Regions from separate parts of the Mus musculus genome. Here all the other regions are linked to region 2. The links are chromatin contacts, called in public HiChIP or PLAC-seq, Micro-C and promoter capture Hi-C maps. All regions are on one chromosome and are shown on one strand. Each heading gives the region's core, a stretch centred on a gene start, on an enhancer-like site or on the middle of the called end of the contact. The rest is flanking DNA. Distances are from core to core; before and after follow the strand shown. Region 1 holds the start of Tdrd1 (tudor domain containing 1). Region 2 holds the start of Atrnl1 (attractin like 1). Region 3 overlaps Ablim1 (actin-binding LIM protein 1). Region 4 overlaps Ccdc172 (coiled-coil domain containing 172). Region 5 holds the start of Afap1l2 (actin filament associated protein 1-like 2).

Region 1 (3,137 bases), core at 61-2,560, 780 kb after region 2:
CCTGAGCAGAAATCAGGCCCAAGCCCCACCTTCCTCATTTAGCTATGCTATTTTCCTTAAAACGGCTTCATCTTTCTAGGATTCAGCAACTATAAAATGCAGGCAGAAGCAGTAGCTTCCTCCTAGATACTACCATGAAGATTAGACAAGGGGCAAGGATTTAAACCACTCAGGGAAAGGGGGGCTGCTTTCTAACACCCTCCTCCCCGCAAGGAGCAGCAAACAATTCATTTGTGGGACAAGGATGGACGGGCATGCGCATAGTTGCGTGTATGCGCACGCCGAAAATCACTATCACAAATACGTACTCCCCAGACTTTCTTTGTGTCATGAGGAACAAGGTTACAAGATTTCGTTTGCTGCCCTTGAATTTGTTATCCTTTGTGCCTCCCACCTCAGTGTGGAGTGAGATTTTGGTGGTAAACCATGACCAGGAGGGGTTGCACGTTTAAGATAGGTGTACTCTCATGGTTAAAGTACATTACTTTTAAATGCAAGTGACTAGTAGATGGGAATAGTTGCCACCTTCCATCCACCATATCCGACTCGGGCCCAGCACCCACCTGATATACCTACTTAGACTACTGCAGTCTGCTTAACTCCGGAGGCCTAATAGAGAAACTTACTTACACCTGAGGTCTAGGAAAGGCAAGGCAAGTGCCAAGAGTGACCCAGCAGAAGTTAGTCATCTCACTTTATAAACCTGGTAATCCTACTGATTCTATAGGAGGCAAAAGGGTTTAGGGAAAGAATCTATAAAGTTGGCACTCTAGCTGTGACTTCAACCAAAGCACTGAATCCACAAGTCTTCGAGTGTGGAAAAACACACACATACACTTTGACACTTTAAAAGCGCCGTTTCCAAACCGTGCACGGGGCCTCTGCTTGCCCATATCCCAGTTCCTGGGCTCTGCTCCCTATAACCCAGCCAGAATCCACTCACACCCATTGCTCTGGGACAGCCCCGGGGTCTCTGCCCTTCCAGCCTGTCCCCAACGTGCAGCTCCTGTGCCCGCCCAACGCCCGCCCGGTGTAACGCCCGACCTCAACGTCCAGCTCTGGACTTCCGGCTCCCAACGACCCACGCCCGAGACCGTCTTGGAAACCGAGCTCCGGAGCCCGGGCGCCCTGGACCGCCTGACCCAGAAAAAGAAGAAAGGGCGCTGGCCCGGACTGGTTTCTGAAGCTGACCACTCATGCTGGCGTTTGCCCTACCCCGCAGCTCCGAGGTCCAGGAGCTCCACCCGTGCTCACCTCGCCTCGGACGCTCAAAGCCGCCGCGTGGTGCGGGGCCCGCGCCTGCGCAGTTTACTCCCACGTGCGCGCAGCCCCACCCACGCGCCCAGTGCAGCCGAGCCTGCGGAGCTGCTCTGATTGATCACCCGCAGGTGCTTGGTGGTGGTGCAGGCTCACCCAGGAATTTCTAGCTTTACAGGAATTTCTAGCTTTCTCTAGAAAGGTGTCCCGGAGGCCGCGCTGAGAGTCACTGAGGTTGCTATTTTAACTAGGTGAGGGACTTTTGGTTTTCCAGCTTACTCTCCTGGGCCTGCCTCCTCTGGAAACTAAACACGCCAGACCCAGGCCCCCAAACAGTCACTTCTTGAATGTTAAGAAGCAATGCTCAGATTTATGTCTTTGTTCTTTTTACATTTTCACTTATTTTGTGCCATGGCACATATGTGGAAGTCAGGGCACAACTTTTGGGAAGTCGGTTCCTTTGTTTTGAGACTGTATCTCATTATGTAATCTCTAGCTGGCCTGTTACTTGGATGTAGACCCTGAGCACAGAGACCCACGTGCCTCTGTCACTTGCAATGTTGACCGGGTTGGCCGTGAACTCAGAGATAACCAACCACCTGTGGTTCTCTGGAATGCTGGGGTTTTAAAGGCATGGACTACTGTTATGTCTCAAACCCAGGACGAATGGTTGAGTGCCTATTTAATATATCAAATTGGACCTGGCTGATAGGTTCTCCCAGCATCCCTCAGTCCCTACCTGTTACAGGGTATGACTGGCATACCCCACCCCCAACCCCTAAACTTCTCCAGCCCAGGGTCTGGGCTGCTCTTCCCCCAGCTGCCTTTCCCTATATAATCTGGCCATGTTGGTTCTCCAGGCTTTTGTCTACCCTTTTCTCTCCTGGCTCTCCCTCTCCCCGGCTCCTCACAGAACCCAGGTCAGGGTCAGGTTCCCTCTGGACTCTCTTAGATGTCTCTGTCTCTGCTCTCCCTCATGTCTATAATAAACCTCCTACTACACCATACCTAGGAGCAGTCATGTCCTTCCTTTTTTAATTTCTTTTTCTCTCTTTTCCTTCAGCTATCATGCCGGTCATTATCTTTTCTTCATTTTTATTAATTTCTAGAATATAGAAAAAGAAGAGTTCTCATTGGTGAGGTTACAATCAGTTTCTCCTAAAACAAACATGTTTGAAACTGCTGTTATTAACGAAGCCCATGATTTGTTCGGATTCCTGCCCTGCTTCTATACATCTTTTTAGCCAGAATCTAACATCACATTTAGCTATCTTCCCATAGCCAAGGCAGTTTCTCCTGATTGACAGCTTCCAGGAGCACCGAGGAGGCTTTTGGAAGCATCCTCCTGGTCCTGGGGTTTGTCTGATGCACTTGATAGGAATGGAGTATGAGTTGTTTGGAAGACTACAGAGGCAAAGTCACACTTTTATTGTAGGATACTGTCTGATACATTTTATGAACATGATTCACAATAATGAATAACAGGCGTCATCATATGACTGACATTTATTACATTTCTGCCCCGTAAAGTTTCCCCCTTTCCACACAATGTGATAGAGGAGAAAGTCGTTATGCCCCACCTCTGAACAGAATATGTCCTACGCTATTTTACACACTTCTTGCTCCAAACTCGTAGCCACGCCTTGTAACTTTTCAGTCCAGGCTCTTTGGTGGAAAATAGAGATGTGGAGAGTAAGGGTGTGCGTTAGGCTGTTGGGATTCTTTTCAGTAGTCACCCATCACCCCCAGGACTGAATTCCAGGCCTTCCCCCATGCTAAGGCAAATATTGTAGCACCGACTTCTCCATGAAAAAAATAAATCTCCAATTTCATCGTGATATTTCTAAATCCAAATGTAGGATTGCTGTAACTTTAGCTTG
Region 2 (3,363 bases), core at 322-2,821:
TAGCCATCTACATAGTATTATTTCACAACCACAATCAGCCGTAAACTTCATGTTAAATATCTAGGACAAGCTTTCTCGGTGACCGCTTTCCTGCAGTTTCTCAGAGAAACCCACTTCTCCGCCTTCCCAACGGCCACCCCACTTCTTTTTATAGAGGCAGAAATCTAATAAGCATCAGCCAATAGGGAGAAGTGTCTCTTCCCCAGAGATGCAGGCTCCTTAGCACCTTGCTTTTCAGCAAAACCAAACTGCTGTCCCCCATACACCTGTCAAAAGTCACACAAAGCCATGACTGTCCTGATAAACCCAACACCTCTAAATGCATATTCTGGAGTGAAGCTGGCTGGACTGGAATCACGACTCAGCATTTTCTGCATAACCTTGATCGAGTTAACTTAAATTGCTGCCTGGATTTCTCTCTGTAGGTTCTGGATAGAAGGCGTAAAATTCCAGTAAGTTATAGACTTATGGGGAAATGGGTGAGAGGACCAACCTAGAAACTTATAACAAGGTACAGATCGTAGTTTGCCCATTGTAAACCCTATTTACCACACTCGACGATTACTAAACCGAGGCGTGCTCTCTGACTAGAGGAACAGCACAGGGAAGGAGCTGGGCCACAACTTTAAACCCTGACGCCTCTGACTTCTCACAATGTTCATGGATTTTTCATGAGTTATTTCCTCCGTTTCTGATGGAAACAGATACTGTCCTAATTGGCGGAGTTTGGCACGAATTGGAGTGAGAACATTCTTTCTGCGCAGAGGATGACAAGCCGCTGAGGACATGCGGAAAGCACCGAGTCAGCCCGGGCTGGGCGCCTGCTGGAGCTCCCCGGGGCACCCGGAGGCTGGAGGGGCGCAGCGTAGGGCCCCCTCCCGGGGACCCCGAGGCCAGAGCGGGGCGGGGAGCTACGCTGGCGGGGCAGGGCTGAGGCTTGGGGTCCCACGGTAGCACTTACTTGAACCTGCCCTGGCAGTGCTGGCACTGGTCCCCAACCCAGCCCGGGTCGCACAGGCAGGTGGAGTTGACACAGCGACCGGAGAAGCAGGAGCCAGTCCTCTCGCAGGGCTTGGACTGGGACACCTGAGCATAGAGCGCCAGGTAGAGGAAGCCATAGCACAGCAGCCAGCTGTTCCCGTCCAGCAGCAGCCAGGAGGAGGCGCCCCCACCGCCCGCCGGCCGAGCCCTCCACAGCACCGGGGAGGCCGGCTGCGGGGCACCCGAGCGGGCCCGGACCCCCGGCTCCATCTTCCTCGGCGTCCCGGCTCGGCGGGGCTGCGCTCGCGGGAGCGCACGGGGATGCCGCTGAGCGGGGATCCCGGCCGCAGAGGACCTCGCCGCCGCCGCTGCTGTTCCTCGGCTCCTCAACGGCGCCGACCCCCGTCCCGCTGACCGGTCCGGAGCGGCGGATCCCAGGCGCGGCGGCCTCCGGTCGGCTGCCTCCAGTCACACTCGGGCATCGCCGCCCGCTCCCCTGACCTTGTCCTCGGCGAGCCGAACCCTGCAGCCACGGTAGCTCCGGGAGCGGAGCGAAGAGCCGGCGGCGCCCCGCGCTCCGGAGGGGACCCGAGGGGGAGGGGACCGGGCGGGAAGGGGGAGGGGACCCGCACGGCCCCGCCTCGCCCGCGCCCCGCGCCGAATGCCGAGGCTCGCCCGGGAGGGCGGGGCCGCGCGGGAGCCCCCGAGATGGGCGCGTCCAACAGGAGCACGCGGGGAGGGGAGGGCGGCTGTCGGTACCCGGCGGTACTCCTGCTAGCCTGAGATACCGCAGCAGCCTGCTTCCCTCCGTCCTCCAGACACAGTTGCTGTGGCCGCGGTCGCAGCCCAAACTGCGGAGAGACGTCCCCGCAGCCTTGTGCGTACGCACTCTCGTGGCCACTCCCCCCCCCTCGGTCCGGGCGCGGTGGTCTCGCCCGGCCCCTGACGGGGACCTGGGACTCCCCCGCGCGCCCACCCGGCCGGCGGGCACCGCTGGGAGTGCGTCCCCAGGTGTGGCCCGCGCCGCGGAGCCCACGGAGGAGAAACCCACTCCGACCTCGGGGCCTCGGCAGGAAGGCAACCTTGTACTCCGCGGGCTGCAAAAGTGAGGCGCCCGCCCCAGCGCTCCCCGAGTCTCCTGCACGTTTCTTCTTCTTCTTCTTTTTTTTTTTTTTCTTAAAAACTCCCAACTACACACAAAGAGCTGAGCATGTGCAGCCAGCAAAGTCTTAAAGGCACCGCGGTCTGACCACGTTATGGGGTGCAGGGACAGGGCGGAGTGGGGTGAGGGGCTGCATGGGGCGCGAAGCTGCTCCCGTGGGGCGACCTCAGCCGCGGCGGCTCTTTATCGCCCAATCGGGGCTCCTCATGCCCAACAAAGAACTGCTCCGAGAGCCACCCCTCCCGACGCTGCCTCGGAACCTCACCAAATCTTCTTTTCTCTTGTCTATGTTTCCTCCTTCGTCTGGGACACTATTCTCTCTTGAAAAATGTTGCGACATCGGGGCTTTTTTTTTTCCTTCAGAAAAGCAGAAGTGATTTCCAGAAAGGGCCCTTTCCCGTTTTCAGCGGCATCTATTTCTTCCTTGAGATGACTTTCCAAGATTTAATTGCATAAGCTGAGATATGTCTTCTACTTTTCTCTATACGGGCCTGTTAGCTGAACCCTTGAGAGGAAGCTGTGCACAAATTGCAGGCAAGCACCCTCGAGAGTTGTTGGAGCTCCACCAAGGAGCAGGCGGTACGAACAAGATTGTGAAACTCACCAGACATTTCTGACAGCTGGAGCAGAAAAGTTTTGGTTGTAACCACAGTCATAATATTATTGTTAAGATTCACTCCGAGTTTATTTTGGGAATAATGTACCCACGTCATCTCTTTTAATCTCCATCATCCCAATTCACAGAGAAAATCCTCTATTAACCCCATTTCGCAGATGAGGGAATAGCATGAGAAAGGCTGAGGTGCGTGTTGGTAGCAGAAACGGATCAAGTCCTCTAACTTGTGTGCGTTTTCAATGTTTATCAGCCCACTTCTGTTTGCAGCTGCTTTGTTCTCCTTTGGTGAATAAAACATAAGTGCTGGCTGGCTTGGTTTGCAAATACCTCAGCAATGACTTAAGAGGAAAACAAAAGTCCTGGAAAAAAAAAAAAAAAAAAAAGGCTCCTTCCCAAAAGAAGAAAGGCAGCTGATTCTCACTTGTACAAAAAAAAAAAAAAAAAAATCCATTTCCGGGACACAATAGTGTGAGCCATGTCCTGTAGAGCCTGAAATTTGGCCTGCCCCATACTTTCCCACCTTTTCCACATTCTGGTGTTCTTCAGAAAGAGGGGGGCAGAGTTAAGAGGATCTTGTTAGAGGCCACTCCTTTTCACTGCAGTG
Region 3 (3,296 bases), core at 612-3,111, 530 kb after region 2:
ATTTCCTTGTCTTTGATAGTATTTTAGCTCAGCAGAAAATATTATTCATGAGTTAATTTGGCGACTTCTGGTATACAGAGGTTGCTGCTTGGGAGTCAAAGTTGAGAAGATGCTGTACAGATACAAAGACTGGTGTGGCTTCTGAGACTCTGAGGTGCCAGTCACTAACGAGCCAGTAATTTCACTAGTTTGAGTCTTTCCAAGTGATCTGTGTTCTTCAGACCCTCCATGTCTGAAGAAATACATGTGTGGACACAGAATTGACATATCATCCTTTCCTGTGGTCGTACATGTATATGATACCTGTTATGTATGCATCCAGTCTTACACAATCATAGCACAGGGGCTGAAGTTTCAAGATAAGGACTTTAAGCTTTTTTAAAAAATGGAACAGAGTTTATTTAGGGCATGGGGAGGGGAATTGAGGATGGAGTAGAGATAGAGAAAGGCAGAGAGAGGGAGAGGGGACAGGGGACAGGTTGGGGGAGGGGGAAGGGGAGTGGACAGAGTAGAGAGGGGAGAGGAGAGGCCAGCCAGGAACATGTAGAGAGAGAGGGGAGAGGGGAATAGGGAAGAGAAGAAGGGACAGAGAGGGTGAGAGTAGGAGAGTAAGAGCATAAGAGAGACTTCCAGCTTTTTAATTCTTTGATACCTGTGTCACCCATGAAGGTTCTTCGAAGTCTGAGAAAGGGAGATCTTAGAAGCAGGAACAGAAAATCCACCTCGGTCATTACTTGACTCATTGAAGCCAAAGGATTTTGTTCCTGTTACTTAATTAAAAAGTTGAAAGATTTATAAACTAAGTTTAACAACGTTGCCAGTTGATCTGATTTCTCCTCTAAGTGTGGGCAACTATAGAAATAGAAGAATGAGGGGTGAGAGGCGCCTCAGTGGTTAAGAGCACTATTTGCTCTTCCAGAGGTCCCAAGTTCGATTCCTAGCAACCACATAGTGGCTTACAATCATCTGCAAAAGAATCGGATGCCCTCTTCTGGTGTGTCTGAAGACAGCGACAGTGTACTCACATATATAAAATAAAATAAATAATCCTAAAAAAAAAAAAAAAATGAAAGCTTCAGTAGGTTTTACACCTGGACCTGGGCCATTGAGTTTGACTCTACTTCTCTTCATTAAGTGGCTTGGGTGTTTTGATGGTTACTTATGTAAACATGGCTTTAATTCTAAGATCAAGTAGAACCAGTAGTAAGGACTCAGGTCTCAGGTGTTACTTTTTAAAGAACAATGATTTATGTTTTAAAAAGAAAGACAATGTAACCCTATTAAAAGGGAAACATCTCTTGTGTGAGGCTGCTCTCAGACTCCATTCTGTGGCCCTCCATTGTGCCCTGTGTACAGCAAGTTCAGAACTCACTCAAAGGGTAGAGTTGACTTCACGGTCAGAGGTCACATGTGGGACCCTGTGCTGGGGAGGGAGGGGTCTGTGGAAAGTCTGCTTAACAGGACTGTGCCTTCTTTCCATTTCCTCTATTCCCACAGTTCATTCTGTCTTTCCAGGTTCTACCGTGTGGCATCCCGACTGTAAGCAGTCCACTAAGACAGAGGAGAAGCTGCGGGTAAGGAAGGGGTCAGAATGGGATGCTCTGGAGGTCACCACTGTGTGCTCACTAGTTCCTGGGCTTTGGGGAAGTGCTTCTCATGGGCTCTTTTTTTTTTTTTTTTTTTTTTTTTTTTTTTCCTTTATAGAAAACCTGAGGCCAAAGTCCAAATGGCCAACTAAGAGGGTTCCCTCCCACCATAAATATGTTCTATTGTTGTTCTTAAGCTTGTGTTGGACTCTGTTGGCCTTATCTTGGCAGTCAGTGACTTAGGAAAGTACCCAAAAGTCGTACAGCTAGGGGAAAATGATTCATCAAGTAGCCATGGTAACCCTCTTGGCTTAAACCACCATGCACTGTTTTGCCCCAGACTCTGTAACTATTGCTTAGCTCTGGTGTGTTTTGCTCATTTCTGAAATCCAAATTCAAAAGAGCAGCCTCTAGCTCCAAAGGATACAAGTCACTCAGGCATAAAACCTTATGCTTATGGCAAGGATAATGCTGCCATCAGCTCTATGATTGGTCAGTCCTCAGAGCCGTCCTAGAGGGCAGAGTTCCACTTCCGGAGTTGTAAAGCCCAGACTCTAACCTAGAGCCTGGCCTTGGTCCAGATTTTCACGCAGGGCTGACTTTTCCTCACAGTGATAATCAGGCTTGATCCCAGCCCCTCTGTTAAGAGTCCCAGGGGAAGGAAAATGGAGTCTGACTTTAATCTTCTTGCTGTCCCAAGGAAAGAATGGTTTAGATTTATTTTTGAGCTGGACTCAAGACTCATGAACCCCCTGGGCCTACCCTTAGGCGGCGCCCATCAAAGGAACAGTTAGTGGATTTTTCAGGTCCCTTCGCTGCCCCCTCTGGACTTGTAGGCCCTGTTTTCTTATCTCCTTTTGACTCTCATCACTGGCATACATGCATGCACGGGAGCCTTTACTTTGTATTTTGTTATTAGCGGCAGGCTTTACGTAGAGGAAAGAGAAAATCTCGGAATAATTGAGGGCCAGGGGAAAGCAGAGGGATGTGCCTGCCGATATCGGAACGGTTTTCCCTGCTTCTGACATGCAGCTTCAGTATACACACACACACACACACACACACACGCACACACACACGCACACACAGCTAATAACTAATGGCCCCCTAAGTCCATTCATCCACCAGGTAGACTGAGCTTGGAATTTGGAGGAAGCACGGGTATTCAAGCAACAGGCTACCTTCCCAGAGCGTTGGCACTGGTGCCTGTGGACACTTTGTTCCAGGGATATAAAACTGCACTGGGGCTCCTGCCCAAAAACCACCCAAGGAGCCAGGCATCCATCCATCCCACCTCTACAGGGTGGCTTTTGTTTTCGAAAGAATCCCGCATCCCCCACCCCCCCTTTTTCAAAAAACTTCATCCCTGATGAAGTCTTTGTGCGGAATGGAGAGGAATGTTAATGAGGCCAGACGGAATGGGCCAGGCATATTTTCTCTGTAAGGATAGCTGCAGTTTGCAGAGCCTCTCCCTAAAATGATCAGAAAACAAAGCAAACCCTTGAACACATCTCCACGGAACTCTCTAGGGAAGCTTATGGAAAAAAATGAATAAAAGATTTCACTGGCTCTGGCCAAGAGGAATGGTCTTCCTTTGTTTTGTCCCTTCCGTAAGCTTTGCAGAAAATTGCAGTGCTTTTCTCTCCGTGATGCCCTCCCTGGGAGGCAGGCTGGCTCGAAGTCACCATCATCCATAGGAAGGGGCTGGCC
Region 4 (3,380 bases), core at 457-2,956, 910 kb before region 2:
AGTGTGTCCCGCTCGCTGATAATCTCACTGAGCTGTCTCTCTAATGCGTTTTCATGGGTTTTCAGAAGCTCTAAGAGGAAAGATTTCTCAGACAACTGCTGAACCTTCAAAAGGAAAATACAGAAATCAGAACGAAGCAAATGGATACAGATCTGAGGGCTCAGTTAATTGAACAGGCCTGCAATTGTTACATACGACTCCCTGCATGCACTGCTCTAAGTGACTGCCGGTCCTGAGCTCAGTGTCCTCACAGCTTACAGAGTAGACAGACTCTGGGCTCCTGAGGGGCACAGCTGGTTTCTTTTTCCTCCCACATTCAGCACAAGTGTTAGCTGAGTACTGCAGCATCTGACCATGCACACTGAAGCCCACGTCTGGACAGCTTGTTTCAAGGAGCAGGCTTCTAGTCTCACAACTTAGAAAGAATCAATCGCTGTGACCACCAAACATGGGAAAATCTCTACAGCCCAGACCCAGGTTTATGACGTTAACTATGCATAAAGTAGACGTAAATTTGGCTAAATATCCCAAATACATTTTGAGAACCCAACCTTTGAATTTTACCCATTTACTCAGGGGTCTTATTTTTAGAGGCTCAGTGGTAGGTAGCAAGGTCAGCACTGGCAGGTGGCTGAAAGCTAAGGAAGCGAAATCCATCCTTGCCTCTTGCAGGCATTCACCCAACAGATCCTTACAAACAGGATCAGAGACCACCATCTCCCCCTCCCTCCCAAAAATTTAACTTTTGTGCCCCATTTTATTCTAAAGAGCAAAAGATTTCATAAGCACCGATATTATTTCATTTGGACTTTAAAAACAGTTCCTTCTGAGACAAAGTCAGAATGAAAGGCCAAGAAACTAAAATAGTTTGTCTGCAGCATTCAGTACTGGTCCTCATGACAGTGTGTTACCTCCAGCTTGGGGCTGTTCTCATCTCTACAGAGAAAAGAAAAATGATATAAATTCAACTTAAATTGCAGAAAGCAAGATTTATGTTAGTTATAAGAACTTCCTCAAGGTGAGAGACGGGTTGTGAAATCTGTGTCCCAGAAGACACTGAGCAGTAAAGAGCCTGGGAGCAGTCTATTCCAGAGCCACGGGGTTGGCTTCAAAGACATTTTGAAATATTACAGCTAGTAAGTCCTAGGAATACTGGCATTTAGAAAAAAATAGCTGACGTGAAATAGAAACACGATCTTCCATTTCTATAAGGTGTAGCACAGCCGCCCGACCTGGGTCCTGGGTGCAGTTCCCATCAACCGTATCTGAAGACACAGACACAGATAAAGACATACATTTGCATGACTGAGGTAATGCCTGAAACCCCCGGGAGGACAGTGAGGGGCTTCGTGTCCCTGATGCAGAATCAGGAAATGCAGTTTCCAGACTTTAACGTCACACGCAAGGCAGCAGGGCAGACAAGGAAAGGATCAAAGCAGCCCCTCATTTGTTCAGTGTAAGAACACGACGACGCTTCATTGCTGTTATACAAAGGAGACTAAGATCAGCCCACAAGTTCAAGATTTTATAAAGGACGTTTAATTGATTAGGGGTAAGCATGGGGTTAAAATCCAGGTCTCTCAGCATCCTTCTTGCTAAATCACGGCATTAAAATGGAAATGCTAAAGCTGCCTCTGAGTAATTCTGATAATAAAAAGAACTTCAGCACCACTGCCCATAACAATGCTTCAGACACAGATGAGTCAGCAGTGCCCAGCCGTGTGACACTGTGACTCAACAGTGTCTCAGACACAGATCACGTTGGAAAACTGTACACGTGAGTTACCAAAAAAAAAAAAAAAAAAAAAAAAGAGAGAAAAAATGGCAAATGAGTCTCGTATTTTCCTTAAGTGTCCTGGACTAAGGGGCGGGCACTCAGGCTGCAGGCTCTGGTTAATGTGCTAATAGTACACATTCAGGATTGACATTCTTGACTTCTGTTTCTGATACGGATTCTCAGAAAACAGAGGGTGGAAGGAAAAGAACCAACTGCACAAAGTCGTCCTCTGAGCTCCACACACTCACAGCCACACCCACCCATGCTTACTCACTCACTTTCTCCTTCACACAGACACACACACACACACACACACACACACGCACTTTTTTTAACACTCGTGACAACCAAGGGGAAAGCACAACAGAGGAAGTGGGAGAAGGTGGAAAGTCACTGCCCCGAAGGGAGATGGGCTTCCTACATGCCGCCTCCCAGTGCTATGGTCATCAATGGGTCAGGGTACAGATGAGGTGACACTGAAATTGGGTGACCTGGCTCTATTCTTTATTAGAACTTAAGAGACAAGCACTTGGCTTTGCCTGGTTCTTTGCTACGTGTAAGTTTTGCCTTCAGGAGCAACAGCTTAATCCCAGGTGTGGGGTATGGGCGGCAGACTGTCCACAGCAGCTGACTATGATTTGCCTCCTGCTCTGGTGGGGATGTGATCTTTCCAGCTGCAAACAGTTTCTGCAATTGTGTGATGTTGGGAATTTTGGGAACATTTCAGAGTGTATATAGATGCTAGGATCCTGAGAGATAAGGTGAAATGTTGGTGGGTTTTTGGCTGGTTGCTGTTGGTTGTGATCTGTTAAGTAGTTGTACACAAAGAAACAAGAAGAACTGAGATGTTCTGATGGCAGAAATGACCCATGCCCCCAGGACCTCAAGGCTGTACTCAGCAGGAAGCCGTCTAATGATGACTTCGACCCCTCACTGACCCTGGCTTTATTCAGGGATCTCTTCCTTCACTCTCCATCCTTTTTTCTCTTGTTTAGTGTTAGGAAATTGAAAGGGTGGAAGAAAGAAGAACCCACAAAGTAACCAGAGTCCAGCTACATATAATCCTGACTTACTCACAGGATGAGTGTACTACTCACTCACAGAATTACTGTCTTGCAGACGTCTTACCTCTGCTTTGTTACAAGATAACAGCCAAGGAGGGATCTGATAGGGAAATACTGTAAAGCCACAAACTGTACTGTGTGAGAAATGATTTCAGACGTATCAAGTTTGAGCTGAGACACTAACATGCCTATGGCAGTGTGAGCCGTTTAGTCTACAGTAAACAGAAACTAAAGAAATTATTGACTCTGTCTCCTAAATTGCTCCTGACCTCAAGAGACAGCATGCAATATAAAGAAAGGGGTGGGAAGTTCCTAATGGCAGGAACACAGATTTCTCTTTCTTACCTCTGTCTGTTTCCTGACTGAAAATGAAAATATTTGTATAAAGCCTTAATGTTGCATTCTAGACCCAAATGGCCAACCTTTGTCAGAAAGTGTCACTGTTTTGGTACAATTTAGCTTACAGCAGTGCCATCTCCCTTGTTAAGTCTGCCTCTTTCAGTATTAAAGGCTTCCCCACCCCTGCTCATTCCTCTTGG
Region 5 (3,184 bases), core at 70-2,569, 600 kb after region 2:
AAGAAAACCCAGGGCTCCACTGAGAGTAGTCTGGAACCACCACAGAACGGAGGGTGTGTGCCCTGCTGGGCCATTTGCAAGAGGAAGAAAGGGGTAGGAATGAGAACACTAAGGCAGAAACACAGCTGCTCGACTGTTTGAGGGCTACTGTACAGGAGGCCAGCGGAATACCTCTTCCTACCCTGATTCTCTTGGGAGATGCCCATTCTTGCTGCCAACTGTGTGTGTGTGTGTGTGTGTGTGTGTGTGTGTGTGTGTGTGTGTGTACTTGCATGTGTGTTCATGTGCATGTGGCATGTGGAGGTCTCTGACCTACACACATAAGACTTGGAAGTAGGCATCCCTAGGGCTCCTCCCATGTGACTTTGTCCACCCCCTTCCCCCTAAACTTGTTTATACTACAGGAGACAGACAGCGACCTGCTACCTCAGGGTGAATGGGCAAACTGAAAGGCTGGGGTTTTGCAGCCCTGAGCGAGGCTCCTGGCTGGCTAGGAGGGCTCTGTTCACGTGAGCTGCTGCTCTAACTAGGAAAAGTGTTTGTGCAGATCGCTGGGCGGAAGATCTGCAGAGATCAAAGCTGACTCTGCTGCTCCAAGGAAGCATGAAGGGGGCTCTCGGAAAACAACAAACCTTCCCTAAGTGTATATTCCGGGCCTTTGTCGAGAGTCCAAGCATGGTTTAAAAAGTGAAATCCGAAAGTTTAAAAGAAAACGTAGCCGGGCGTGGCGGCGCACGCCTTTAATCGCAGCACTTGGGAGGCAGAGGCAGGCGGATTTCTGAGTTCGAGGCCAGCCTGGTCTACAAAGTGAGTTCCAGGACAACCAGGGCTATACAGAGAAACCCTGTCTCGAAAAACCAAAAACAAACAAACAAAACAAACAAAAACCCCATAATCTTTGGAGAGGATTTAGGAATTTGGAAGGATTGGAGGGAATCAAAAGAAAAGGATTAAATGTGTTCCGAGGTGAAAATAACCTCGGACAGGTGCCATCTTTTCTTGAAGACCAGGCTTGCTGAGGAGGCTCCAGACACTGTAATCCTCCTCAGGAAAGCCTAGGCTAAGACGCCCATAAAATCTGGGCTCAGGCAGCAGGCTACAAGGAGGTCATTTCCTGTGCTCTAAAGTGTGCACGATGTACAGGTGCCAGGCAAGGTGGACTGAAAGCCGGCCCCCAGCGGCTTCTAAATTCAAGGAGCTAATCCAGGAGGGCCCAGGATGTGGGCGCACTGGCTTGATGGATCAAGCAGGAGGCGCTCTAGGTCCGTCTCCACCTCCCCGCTGGCCCTCAGTCTCCTCCTCCCGGCATTGGGTTCGCAGTCTCAACACTGGAGAAAACAGATCTTGGTGGAGACCTACGGGAGCTCGCTGTTCCCGGAGTCTTCCCCGGGCTTTGAGGACGTCCCAGGCTCTTTCTTTCGCGCCGCCGCCCTCGGGCCAACTTGGAGGAAGTGATCTGCGTTCGGGACGGGGAGCCCAGTGCGGGGTGCGTGAGGACCAGAGCGCTGATTGTCCTGACCGGCTGTGGAGATCCCTGGCGGGGTCCAGGGCGGCTCGGGTGGAGTCAGGATCGGAGGGCTAGGGGCGCGGCGGCCACTCCGGGAGGTCGGGCGGCGAGCGTGACTTCACTGGGAGGGGCCAGCGCTCAGCGGGGGCGCGGAGCCCAGCGCGGAGTCCAGCGCGGAGAACTCAGCGCGGAGCCGATAGCAGCGCACACCGTGCCCGGGATGGAGCGCTACAAAGGTGAGGGCGCAGGGCGCACCTACTTGCTCCGGGTATCCCGGACTCAGGTGTCCAGAACGGACAGTCTACGCCCAAGGGACCGCAGCCCTAGAGAGGGCGACCGAGGAGTCACGAACAGGGCGGTGGGCTTCTGGGCGTAGAATGCCGTCCGTGCTATTTGATACTCCTGGGCCCCTGGGGCAGAGGTCTCTGCTTGGAGGTCAAAGTGAGGCTTCTCACCTGTTGGAGAACCGAGGGTGTGTCCTGAGCCATCCCGTCACCCCCAGTTTCAGTTTGCCTTGGGGAAAAGATGTCTACAGTCGAGGGGGGCCCTAGTAAGGTCTCAACAGTAAGGGGCTGCTGGGGGCAAAGGGGCGAGTTGTAGGGCTCTTTCTATGGATGCTGCCTTGTTGAGGGGCTTCTTGCAGATTCCCGGAAAAGTCTTGTCCGGTAGCAGAAAAAACTCCTAATGTGGTGGGGTGGCGTGCTATTCTGTTCTTGACAAGGTCCGTCTCTCTACCACTTTGTAACCTGCCTCGCCATGCCCTTTGCGGATCCTGCACCCCAAAGCTGCGTGGGGGGGGTGTGAGTTAGGAGCCCAGTGGACTGCCCAGCAGGTGGAGCGCCCGTAGGCGTCCTGGCAGCTGAGCGAGCTTGGATTTGGCTCTGGCCAGGGATCTTGGCCAAACCATGGTGGGAGGGCCGGTCCGGATATGCCCGAAGGGTTTTGGAGCCCCAGGGCTGGAATCCAGAAACCTCAGATAGTAGGTCCTTTGAAAAGGGGGTTCAAGGTGCTGCCCCTGAGGCAGATGCGTCGGTGCGCCCCTACATGCCTCCCTCTGGGAAAAGGGTCTTGTACTCGCTCTTTTTAGGGGTTGTCTAAGTTAAGCCTGCAAGGGGAAATTCTGCCTCTGCACTTATTTTCCCATGGGAGGGTAATAAGGCAAACGCTCAGGTTGCCAAGGAATCTCGATCTCCCTCTATGGTTTCTTATTTATGGAACTCACATAAGGGAACTGTGCGGGCAGGCTTTAGTTTCCTAACGTAGTCTTTTTAGTGACTCACCTGTGAATGCAGGGTCAGGGCTCTGGAGTCAGCGGGGTAGGGGAGGAGCGCCAGGAGAAATCACTTAGCCTCTCTCCCCCGTCTATCCGGGAGGTCTTGTCTTAGTTCTGATGGAATCTGGTCAGTTTGTGAGGGAAAGGCTGAAGTTGCCCTCATGCAGTCTCGAATATTGGCGGCCACAGCCCCTCTCTTGGTAGAAGAGAGGCGGCTCTTGCTGCTCCCCACTTAGGGAGGGAACCTGGGGGCGAGGAGGGGGAGCCGATTGGGGCCTTGGGCGTCTCCTCACTGGAAATCCCGACTTCCAAGGTCGCTTCAGCTCCTTGGATTGTGACATTGAAGCAGATGTTGGCCCCAAATAGAAGATCCAAATTGCAAGCTTCTTTGCCCAAGCAGCAAA

Evidence for each region. A called contact is a pair of places that touch in the nucleus more often than the background predicts. HiChIP or PLAC-seq counts read pairs in DNA pulled down with a chosen protein or histone mark. Capture Hi-C pulls out chosen DNA fragments and counts their contacts.
Region 1: a Micro-C map of embryonic stem cells shows a contact between it and region 2, with 3 times the contacts expected there. The contact joins the promoter of Tdrd1 here to the promoter of Atrnl1 in region 2. A contact is called at or near these places in 3 of 39 promoter capture datasets (liver, pre-B cells and second pharyngeal arch cranial neural crest) and 2 of 484 Hi-C or Micro-C datasets (both in embryonic stem cells).
Region 3: a FOXA1 HiChIP or PLAC-seq map of pancreatic cancer cells shows a contact between it and region 2. The contact joins the enhancer-like site here to the promoter of Atrnl1 in region 2. A contact is called at or near these places in 7 of 39 promoter capture datasets (the 3T3-L1 cell line, the C10 cell line, cranial neural crest and 3 more), 1 of 484 Hi-C or Micro-C datasets (cumulus cells), 10 of 115 datasets of contacts at active chromatin or transcription factors (acute myeloid leukemia, astrocytes, cardiomyocytes and 7 more) and 1 of 9 other capture datasets (embryonic stem cells).
Region 4: a contact with region 2 is called in a FOXA1 HiChIP or PLAC-seq map of pancreatic cancer cells. The contact joins the enhancer-like site here to the promoter of Atrnl1 in region 2. A contact is called at or near these places in 2 of 39 promoter capture datasets (the 3T3-L1 cell line and hippocampal neurons) and 5 of 115 datasets of contacts at active chromatin or transcription factors (bone marrow-derived macrophages, embryonic hindbrain, embryonic limb bud and 2 more).
Region 5: a promoter capture Hi-C map of liver shows a contact between it and region 2. The contact joins the promoter of Afap1l2 here to the promoter of Atrnl1 in region 2. A contact is called at or near these places in 1 of 39 promoter capture datasets (embryonic stem cells), 1 of 115 datasets of contacts at active chromatin or transcription factors (embryonic stem cells) and 1 of 9 other capture datasets (liver).

The regions. Positions count from the first base shown.
Region 1 is chr19:56,824,382-56,827,518 of GRCm38.p6, reverse strand. Tdrd1 (tudor domain containing 1) reads right to left here and starts at 1,310. Exons shown (of 26, transcript NM_001002238.2): 1 at 1,255-1,310.
Region 2 is chr19:57,609,242-57,612,604 of GRCm38.p6, reverse strand. It overlaps Atrnl1 (attractin like 1), which reads right to left and starts at 1,571. Exons shown (of 29, transcript NM_181415.4): 1 at 962-1,571. The coding sequence starts at 1,251.
Region 3 is chr19:57,078,091-57,081,386 of GRCm38.p6, reverse strand. Ablim1 (actin-binding LIM protein 1) reads left to right here. Exons shown (of 26, transcript NM_178688.4): 8 at 1,516-1,574. Among named protein-coding and RNA genes, the nearest start is that of Afap1l2, 71 kb to the right of the region's middle. Within about 2 kb of position 1,861, at least 140 of the 459 cell types and tissues checked have an H3K27ac peak or open chromatin away from gene starts, as enhancers often do. A contact at or near this core is called in astrocytes, extraembryonic endoderm stem cells and pancreatic cancer cells, where this site is marked.
Region 4 is chr19:58,522,572-58,525,951 of GRCm38.p6, reverse strand. Ccdc172 (coiled-coil domain containing 172) reads right to left here. Exons shown (of 9, transcript NM_029372.3): 4 at 1-104. Among named protein-coding and RNA genes, the nearest start is that of Ccdc172, 12 kb to the right of the region's middle. Within about 2 kb of position 1,706, at least 72 of the 459 cell types and tissues checked have an H3K27ac peak or open chromatin away from gene starts, as enhancers often do. A contact at or near this core is called in bone marrow-derived macrophages, extraembryonic endoderm stem cells and pancreatic cancer cells, where this site is marked.
Region 5 is chr19:57,006,710-57,009,893 of GRCm38.p6, reverse strand. It overlaps Afap1l2 (actin filament associated protein 1-like 2), which reads left to right and starts at 1,319. Exons shown (of 19, transcript NM_001177797.1): 1 at 1,319-1,743. The coding sequence starts at 1,728.